3 separate regions of the Mus musculus genome follow, and regions 1 and 2 are each linked to region 3. Evidence: chromatin contacts called from public ChIA-PET and Hi-C data. All regions are on one chromosome and are shown on one strand. The core of a region is the stretch at or near the end of the contact, and the rest is flanking DNA. Distances in the headings are between cores, read along the strand shown. Region 1 holds the start of Mrpl33 (mitochondrial ribosomal protein L33). Region 2 has its middle 7.2 kb from the start of Gm36732. Region 3 overlaps Babam2 (BRISC and BRCA1 A complex member 2).

Evidence for each region. Hi-C and Micro-C count contacts between places; a contact is called where the count stands out from the background. ChIA-PET counts read pairs in DNA pulled down with a chosen protein or histone mark.
Region 1: an RNA polymerase II ChIA-PET map of effector CD8 T cells shows a contact between it and region 3, with 23 read pairs. The contact joins the promoter of Mrpl33 here to the enhancer-like site in region 3. A contact is called at or near these places in 2 of 39 promoter capture datasets (the SN4741 cell line and macrophages), 1 of 15 datasets of contacts at CTCF or cohesin (the NIH/3T3 cell line), 9 of 484 Hi-C or Micro-C datasets (ECoMG-derived neutrophils, the HL-1 cell line, the STO cell line and 4 more), 6 of 115 datasets of contacts at active chromatin or transcription factors (effector CD8 T cells, embryonic fibroblasts, embryonic stem cells and 2 more) and 3 of 9 other capture datasets (adipose tissue, embryonic stem cells and liver).
Region 2: a contact with region 3 is called in a Hi-C map of CD8 T cells, with 4 times the contacts expected there. The contact joins two enhancer-like sites. A contact is called at or near these places in 8 of 39 promoter capture datasets (embryonic stem cells, hematopoietic stem and progenitor cells, liver and 3 more), 5 of 15 datasets of contacts at CTCF or cohesin (CD8 T cells, the NIH/3T3 cell line, embryonic stem cells and 1 more), 92 of 484 Hi-C or Micro-C datasets (the 4T1 cell line, B cells, the C10 cell line and 45 more), 11 of 115 datasets of contacts at active chromatin or transcription factors (CD8 T cells, T-cell acute lymphoblastic leukemia, acute myeloid leukemia and 7 more) and 1 of 9 other capture datasets (embryonic stem cells).

What each region holds. Positions count from the first base shown.
Region 1 is chr5:31,612,258-31,615,211 of GRCm38.p6, forward strand. It overlaps Mrpl33 (mitochondrial ribosomal protein L33), which reads left to right and starts at 1,694. Exons shown (of 4, transcript NM_025796.3): 1 at 1,694-1,765; 2 at 2,346-2,364. The coding sequence starts at 1,744. All of the region lies in intron 2 of Gm38424 (a long non-coding RNA gene), which reads left to right.
Region 2 is chr5:32,190,633-32,193,766 of GRCm38.p6, forward strand. No RefSeq gene overlaps it. Among named protein-coding and RNA genes, the nearest start is that of Gm36732, 7.2 kb to the left of the region's middle. Within about 2 kb of position 1,594, at least 142 of the 459 cell types and tissues checked have an H3K27ac peak or open chromatin away from gene starts, as enhancers often do. A contact at or near this core is called in CD8 T cells, Th2 cells, group 2 innate lymphoid cells and 1 more, where this site is marked.
Region 3 is chr5:31,916,942-31,920,105 of GRCm38.p6, forward strand. The region is part of intron 7 of Babam2 (BRISC and BRCA1 A complex member 2); the gene reads left to right. Among named protein-coding and RNA genes, the nearest start is that of Gm52770, 80 kb to the right of the region's middle. Within about 2 kb of position 1,805, at least 50 of the 459 cell types and tissues checked have an H3K27ac peak or open chromatin away from gene starts, as enhancers often do. A contact at or near this core is called in CD8 T cells, Th2 cells, effector CD8 T cells and 3 more, where this site is marked.

The DNA of each region.
Region 1 (2,954 bases), core at 444-2,943, 300 kb before region 3:
CTTTCTGGCTGCCTTTGCTGCTCTGCACTTTATAAGGCATAGAGGGCTAAGTTCAGGTGGAAAGAAAAACTAAATCTGGAATTACATCTGTATCAGTAACATCTTAATCAAGTCACCAGCTGCCAGCACTGTGTTAGGTGTAAATAACAGGCAGATGTACCTAATGGGAGGAGAAAGTAATTGCCTCCTTCACACTCCATTCAAGCATTCAAGAGACATGGTATCTTTTTTGTGTTCCTGTGTTATATGTGTGTACATGTGAACTGGCACACATGAACATATGTGCATGTGTGGAGGACAGGCCAATGTTGCTTTCTCTCTACCCTATTTAATTTTTTTGGAGATAGGATCTTTACTGAACCTGGAACTCTCTGATTTAGCTAGACTAGCACTAAGTACATGCCTGCCATATTTGAAAATTTAAAATATGACCTCCAGATTTTGAAGATTTGGATTCAAGACCTAGACTTTCCACTAATAACTGGAACAGCCTTGGCCAAGTTAGTTATTCTTATCCTTGGATTCCTCACATGGAAATGGAAATACAGCATTGCTGAGAAGATCACTTAAGACAACAACAACAACAACAACAACAACAACAACAACAACAACAACAGGCCAGAGAGGATTGCTTAGCCACTATGAATATTTGTTGCTCTTGTATGGGAGTAGGGTTTGCTTTCCAGTACCCACATGGTGGCTCACAACTATCATAACACTCTGGTTCCAGATTTGAAGCATGATGCTAAACTTCTCAGGTACCAGGCACACAAGTGGTACACAAATATACAAGCAAGCAAAACACTCAGGCGTAAAAATAAATTATAATATAGGGAGAGTCATTATAAACACACAAATTAAGCAAAACAACAGCAAAAATAATAAAATCCTGATTATTAATTGGGAGATGAAGTTACCAGTGAGGTCCCTGGTGGTGGAGTTAGGACTTCTTGCACAGGCATAAAAATATTGCTGGGCAAATGGTAGATCAGAGTACAATATCCAGAGACTACCCCACCCGGGGATCCATCCCATAATCAGCCATCAAACCCAGACACTATTGCATATGCCAGAAAGATTTTGCTGAAGGGACCCTGGTATAGCTGTCTCGTATGAGGCTATGCCAGTGCCTGGCAAATACAGAAGTGGATGCTCATAGTCATCTATAAGATGGAACATAGGGCCCCCAATGGAGAAGCTAGAGAAAGCACCCAAGGAGCTGAAGGGGTCTGCAACCCTATAGGTGGAACAACACTATGAACTAACCAGTACCCCCAGAGCTCGTATCTCTAGCTGCATATGTATCAGAAGATGGCCTAGTCGGCCATCACTGGGAAGAGAGGCCCCTTGGTATTGCAAACTTTATATGCCCCAGTACAGGGTGGGTAGGGGAGCATATAGGGAACTTTCGGGCTAGCATTTGAAATGTATATAAAGAAAATATATAATAAAATTAAAAAAAAAAAAAGATAGATCAGTGTCTCTTGGGAAAGGCTACATGTTTTGGAGCCAGGCAGATCTGGGTATTGTGATATTTGGCAGTATTATCTTTTGTATGGAGGGGGGGTCCTTCCCATAATACCACAAAATTCACTACCAATAAATCACTGAGTCAGAGACTGCCCGAACTTCAGGGGAGGGCGTGGCTTCTGTCCACTTCCTGAGCCTTCTACCGGAACCCGCGCATGCCCCGGAAGTAGTCGTTGAGCTCTTTAGGCGGGTCTCGGTGAGAATCGGTGGACCATGCTGCTCTCCGCTGTCTCTTGTAAGTCGGTCTGAGGCGGCGGCAGGGCCTGCGGCGTGGAGCCGAGGCGGTGACCCGCAGGTCCCGAGGTGGAGCCCGGAGGGGTGGAGGACCTGGCGCGGCGGCTGCCACCCCGCGGCGCGCCTCCGGGTCTGGTGAGAAGGCGGCGGGAGCCCCGTCGCCCTCTGCAGGGGTGTCCGAAGAATGTCTACTGGCCGCTGTGGTATTACCCCGCTGCCTGGCTCCTGGCTGACATCCTGATTAGAGTTAGCATCTCAGGCGACTTTGCTGCAGTCTGTAAAGTTCAAACAAGAGCTGTGTTGCAGTACAAATATTTACACTATAGAAGGGTGGGGATAGAGCAGATATTACTTAGAACGATGTTAAGATGGCAGACAACTGTTGATTATACCAAGACAACAACAACAACAAAACATTCATAATTGTGTGGGCCAGACTCACACCAGGAAAAAGTTATTTTAGTGTAAAGTGGGGAATACTTTTAAAGTGTTTTTGGTTACAACTAATGTTGATAAGCACTTCGAATGAAAAAAATAACAACCTTATCTTTTTTCTTTCTTCCAACCTTTACACACACAAGTTGCCAAGAGCAAGTCAAAGTAAGTAAGGTTTTTGTTTTATTGGCCCAGTGTTTGGGTTTGATCTCCCAAGAGTTGATCTGGGGTTATTTATTTGGTTAATTATTTTGTTGATGTGAGCACCTTGGGGGAAAAGTCCTTTGATGGTGCTACCATTGACAGTTCGATCCTGGGTTGCAGATACATAAGCTGAGAATGCATCTGATATACCAAAACCACAGATCATGTCGCTTAGCAACCCTGCTTCCTCTTCCCTTTGTGGCTGGTAGGAAGCCGAGGTACCCGTTACTAACTGGGGAAGAGAGCACAGTGGGAAATGTGGCCTCTTGCAAAGCAGTGCATTTGCACTGGGTAAACTGAGGATGTAAGTTGAGGACTGTGCTGTCTCCCTTCTGTCCCAGGGAGTATTCACAGCCTTTGTGTAAAGGAACTTTGCTTCTGGTCTCACCTCAGAATCTATTAGTTCATTGCTTTGCTCCTAAAGCAAGCATCAGGCTGGTGATCTGTTTGGCTCTACCTAACCAGAGCCATTTGCCTGAGTCTTCTGCAGGAATCTACAGATGAGCTCTGATTTGATGGAAACCTAGAGCCTGTTTATAGAAGTCAGTCCA
Region 2 (3,134 bases), core at 344-2,843, 270 kb after region 3:
CCAGAGAATGCCACGTTCTGAAGGCTCATTGGGCAGAAACAGTGGCCATTCCAGCAGAAATTTACATGGACAGGTCACCCCAGTGAACCCCTGAAAAATCATGTTTTACACAAAGAAAGATGAGGGATCCTGACTCTACCAATGGAGTTGTTTGTTTGTTTAACTTTTCTAGCATCAGGAGTCTTCACTGGGTTACAGGGGAAAGAATTTTACCTCTTATACACTGAGTAGATTACTCACGGTTTCTTCCCACCCTGTAGGACATCCCTAGTAAACCCCGCCTGACACTGAAGAATGTGAGCTGGGGACAGTCTGTCCCCTCTGATTGCACTGGAGCTAATGACATGACACTAGGGGAGCCCTGGAGAGTTGAATCCTCGTTCTCTTTGCTGTCCTAGCCCATGCCTGAGATATCAAAGTGCCATCAATCAGTTCATTTTGAAAGAGGGGATCTCACTATGTGGCTCAAGCCAACTTCAAATCAATAATCCTCTCTCCTCAGCCTCCCAAGTGCCAGGATCGCAGGTGTGTGCCCCATACCCAAATCAAAATGCATTCTTCTGAATTCTAACCCCTCTATCCTGAGAGGTTTCGTTCCATTCTCGTTTAGATCAACTGGAAGGAAATCCTAAAGGGTCCAAGCAGCAGTCCTCAAGGTCTGTGAGGAGCAATGTTTGGAGCAGTGGCTGTTTGGGGAGGGTAAAAGAGAGAACTCAGAGGTGGGGCTGCCTCCTGCTTCACGGTCCTGGTGTTATTTTCCATACCATTTGTGCCCTGGCTACACCCATGTTAGGTATGGGGAAACTGGTACTTCAGCCCTATTTACCAAGTGCCAGGAGAGTCTAGCTTGCGTGTTGTTTTGCCTCTATTAGTATGCTCAGCTTGCACTGTAACTCCAAGAATGTTAAAGAGACATTTCAAAATGCATTGAATTAATACATTCCTTTGCAGTGATCCTATGTCCGCTAAATGTTCCAAAATGCGACACATGGAAAACGGAAAACAGACCTAAAGTGTGTGTTTGACTGACACTGTGAATTAGGGCATCCCTCAAAGTATAAACACACCCCCCCTCACTGAATACATATCCCTGCAAGGGTAATCCCTGGGGTAGGGGCCCTTCTAAAGAAGCTGAGGCTAGACCACCAGTTTCAGGACTGCTGCTATACCTCACTGTGCTGGGGCAGAGCTGGGTAATTTGGTCAGAAGAAGTCAGGTAGTTCTCCAAGGGGTTAGTCCTCTGAGCCTACTTGCCTAGAAAGACATTAGGGTTGTTACCTGTTGCTGAGAAAGGCTAGCATCACTCAGGGGCTAGGAAGAGAGAGCAATGGATGAGGGCTTGTATGTAATTCATTGCTAAATAAAGGCTAGCCTCCTCCTGCCATGCCACACATACACATATACACACGTACACACACAACTGCGCGCACACACACATATACACACATGTATACACACACACACACACAAGTACAGACATGTACACCGCCCCCAGGCCTGTTGCCTTGCCTGGACTCCTGGTGCACATCTAGGGCTGTGGTCTAGGGAGCACTGAACTCATTCACCCTCCCAGCAGTCGGGCCATGACGCGCGTGAGCCTCTGACTCATCTCGATGTCATCAGCCCTATTTCCAGGAGTGAGTAACTCAGGGAGGGAGGTGTGGTGGGGGGGGGGTGGAGGGGTTGAAGAGGCAATGTGGTCCAGGAAGAGCCCCATCCCTCCTCCTCCAAAACAGGAAATGCTCCACTTCTTAAGAAAAGATGCACCCTGACTCTGCTCTGAAGTGGGCGGCTACACATCGAGCTGGCAGTGTAGGGACAGCAGAATCCAAAGCTGCCAGGACTTGTCTCTTCACCCCACCCCCAGTATCCAGGGAGTGTGTTAGCCAGAAGAGGGGCCAGTGGACTCTGATCAGACTTAGTAACGATAACGCATGCTATCAAGTATTTGATTCCCACTTTGGCCTATAGGCTTCCCAGTGCTCCATCAACAGGAAATACAAGGCTGGGATCCGAAAGCAGAGCCCTTCTTTCCCAGTCCGGCCTCACTATGGGCTAGGAAGATTTCCTCTGACATGAAGTCCCTGCCAACTTTGGCTTCTTTTCCTCTCTGAGATTCCAAATTGGGCTCAACCTGGACCTGACCCTGTTTCTTCCGTCATACTTTGAAATCCCAAGAGTGAGTGATTGTGGATGGGCTTCAAGTTCAGGACAGACCTTTGAAATAGAGTCACTCTGCCCCCCCTCACCCCCTGGCCTCCCCACCCCCCATCCCCACACCCAGTCCTCTGGTTTTCCAGACAGGCTCCTATAACATCCAAGGCTGGCCTTGAGCTTTTAATTCTGCTGCTTTTAATCTAATACTGTGAAATTATAGGCAGCCACCACCACACCTAGCTTAGAGTCCTTTGGACACAGCACTGGACCAGAAGATCCTGAGTCAAATAAAGGTTAGTAATTCTGCCCATAGTCTGCAAGGTGCCCTAATGTCTTAGCGCCCCCAGCTTGAGGGGTTAAGGTCCCCTGTCAGCTGACAGGGGACCTGGTATCTTACTTATCTTTGCGTCTTAGATTTCCTCCTACCTGATTCCTCTCCAGAGAGGTCTTAGGAAACATCCTTAGTTTCCTGTGGGAAGAATCTCCAGGAGAAGACCATGCTTAGGAAAAGACCTTGCATCTTGTGCGCACTCTCTGTGTCCTGGGCTTGACACTGCCGCTTACACTAAAGAACTTTCTGGATGGATCATCACCTATGTTGCCTGTGATGCCGATGTCATCTTCCTCATGTTTCTGAGGGAACTGGGGCTATATCGTCTTGATACTTAAGTGAAGGAGCAAGATGGGAACCCAGGTCTGGTGGCTTTGTGGCCGTTGCCACTCTTCTATAGAAAGCCCTGTGATGACCTCATTCAGGATTCTAACTGCAGACACTAATGAAACAGAAAGACTTGGCAGGGGGTCATTGCCTTTATTCCTCCAGATTTACATATTGCGACCAAAGGCCCCAGGACCTTTGAATATGACAGTATTTAGAGAAAGGCCATTTATTTTGTATTTATGGTTTATTTATTTACTTATTTGGGTTTTGGGGGGGGTTGTTTTTTGTTTTTTTTGTTTTGAGACAGGGTTTCATG
Region 3 (3,164 bases), core at 555-3,054:
AAGAAAGTTCACAAGATTCTCCTTCCACCATGTAGATCTTGGAGATCAAACCCGGGTTGTCAGGCTTGGTGGAAAGTGTCTTGACCCACTGGAGCATCTCACCACCCTCAGACTTCTCCTGTAAAAGCAGAAATCAGTTTGTAAGGAACAAAGGTGCTGGAGACAACTGTTCCAGTCTGCATGCCTAGGTGGTGTCCGCAATTGACAGATGAATTATGGCATTCCTCTCTCCCCACTCTACTCTCTCTCTCTCTCCCTCACAGAGGGGGCAGAGATTATCCAGCTGTAAGAACAGAGGTACTGCCATTTTGCAACAACATAGATAAACCTAGAGATTATTCTGCTAAGCCACATAAGCCAAACACAAGGAGAAAGCTACTTTATAATCGCACATCTGTGTGGAATCTTTCTTTAAAGGATGAACATATAGAAATAGAGATTTCAATAGTAAAATGGTGACTGCCAGACCCAAGGAGGACGTGGAAGGGGGAGGAGTAAACTAGAGGGCTTGGATTTGCAATTGTTTAAACTAAATGCATTTAAAAGTCAAAAAAATACATGAGGACTGTAGTCTGTATTCTACAGTGAACTAAAAATTTACTAAAGTACTACAATAGTAAACAATAATGCCAATATGAAGACTATGTTATATTTGAGCAGAGGAATAGGTATGCATGTGTGTGTACCTTCGTGTGTGTGGCTACACATGTGTGTGTCTGCGCTTGATAGCACTAATGAGTTCCTCTGTTTCATACTTTAAGTGCTCTTATGGTGAGTTTGAATAGTTTACACTGAGTTTAAAAGATACACAAATGCTACTTCTTAAAGCAGTTCTGCAGCTTCGATTGTTGATCTAGAAGTTGTGGAGCTTGAGGAGTCATCCATTCAGTTCTGACAGCAACCTTGAGCTGTGCCTGGCAAGTGGTGGTCAGTACTATTGATATCTGGACAGTTAGACTCTAGCAATGCTGACCTGGGCCAAGGGATCTCCTTGGCCTTAGTGGTAATAGTTAAGTGTTTTCCAAGGTGGGCCTAGGCATTTTAAATGTGACATTACAATTAATGAAACAAGAAGAAGAGACAAGAAGCTGGTGGGATGCCGTAGGGGGAGCTGGGGGATAGATGTGCTGAGTGGGTATGAGCAATATATAGTGTAAAAATGTATGGAACTTTCAAAGAGCGAAAAGTGCAATTTAAGAAGTAAAAATCAGATTGGAACTAATTTACTATCCATTTAGAATCATACTGACTGCCCTACTGTTTGAAAGAATCCCCATTCTACTGTGCTAATAGGTGATACCTTGTGAGGCTAGTGAGCATTCGGTAACTGTGACGTTTCAGTGCCTTAGTCTCTACCTAGTCCCCAACCTCTGCACCGTTGGCTGTTTGGGTTGAATCCCTAGTTTTATTTGGGAGGAAGGGTTTTCTCTTCTACTACTTGAAAGTCAGTTGCATCCTTGGCTTCTACACACTGGACATCAGTAGCAACTGCCAGGCTGGAGAATCAGCAGTATAGGACTTGCTTTGCGTGAGGACAGTAGAAAGCATGGGGCAGTGGCAGGAACACCTTCCACGGAATATCAGTCTATGATCATCAATCTTTAGGAAGCCCTCAGGGCCTATTTTTATCTAGGCTCAGGTTTCACAAACCCTACACTCAAGCTTTGCACTTTTCATGAGTAAAGGCTACCGCCCCTACACAATTCACAGCAATTCAAAATTAAAGAAAGCCTTGCACCCGCAGCACTGCCTGGTTATCATGTATCCAACTCCCCTAGCTCCAGGCCCTCAGTGCTCAGAGGTGCCTGTCTGTCTGCCCACTTCCTGCCCTCCTCTGCTCTCAAGAGGAAGCCGCAACTTACCAAGTGCTGTCATTTGAAAGTGTGTTTCTTGGTTTTAGCCGTCATCATTTTGTTACTTTTCATTACTGCTGCTGAAGGTCAAGTTTCCAAGTCAGGTCTCTGTTTTCTGTTTATTTGTTTTGTTTGTTTGGGGGTTTTCATGTTTACATTTTAAAGCTCCCTTTGATAGCATTATCAGCAACTTATTTTGAAAGATTTTGTCTTGAAGATCAATAGCCACAAAGCCCAATTTACCTTTACCCACATTCTCAGTCTTTGGGAAATAAGTGGAGAGCCTGTACTCATGGCAGCCTTTGAAACTCTCTTCTATCTTAGAGAGTTGTTGGTGCCAGAAGTGTAGCTCAGTGCTGAGAGTGCCTACCTACCCCAGAAATGGAAGCTGTTCTCATTTTGACAAGTCGTTTTTAAAACTTTATGTCATTGTCTTAGGGTTTTACTGCTGTGAACAGACACCATGACCAAGTCAAGTCTTATTAAAAAAAAAAAAAAACATCATTTAATTGGTGCTGGCTTACAGGATCAGAGGTTCAGTCCATTATCATCAAGGTGGGAGCATGGCAGCATCCAGGCAGGCAAGGCACAGGCAGAGCTGAGAGTTCTACGTCTTCATACAAAGGCTGCTAGTGGAAGACTGACTTCCAGGCAACTAGGGTCAGAGTCTTAAGCCCATGCCCACAGTGACACACCTACTCCAACAAGGTCACACCTATTCCAACAAGGCCACACCTCCAAATGGTGCCACTTCCTGGTCCAAGAATATACAAACCACCATAGTCATGTTCGCATTTAAGGTGGTTAAAATATTTAGGTTTTTTGCTTCTCCCCCTGAATTATTATTTTTAAAGGAATACAAACAAAAAGAAACATGTTAACATTTTAAACTTAGTCCCATTGGGAAGTTTTCGTGGCAGTACGTTGCATTTCTCAACATGGATACTGTGCTCACTTTGGCTTGTGGTTCTGTTATGTAGTGCAGGACCCTTCACATCACTTACCCTTGTCTGCTAAATGTCCAGTACAGTTTTAGATGTCCCATCAATGGCTCCTGTCACCTCACTTGAGGAAAATATAAGTAATCGTTTTTGTTTTGTTTTAGTTCCAGTGGGAAAGTGGCTACCTTTTTAGGTTATTTAACAAGCTTATTTCTATTTATAGAAGAGATTTCTAGGGTGATCCTAGAAACACCCTAAGCTTACTCTGGTTGGCTGGCCCGTTACTTTCAGGGTGAGATTTTTCGCCTTGGAGGGCTGTGTGTGGAACCTATAACATGAGCTTATGTTGGCAGTTCCAGATTTGCCTTTC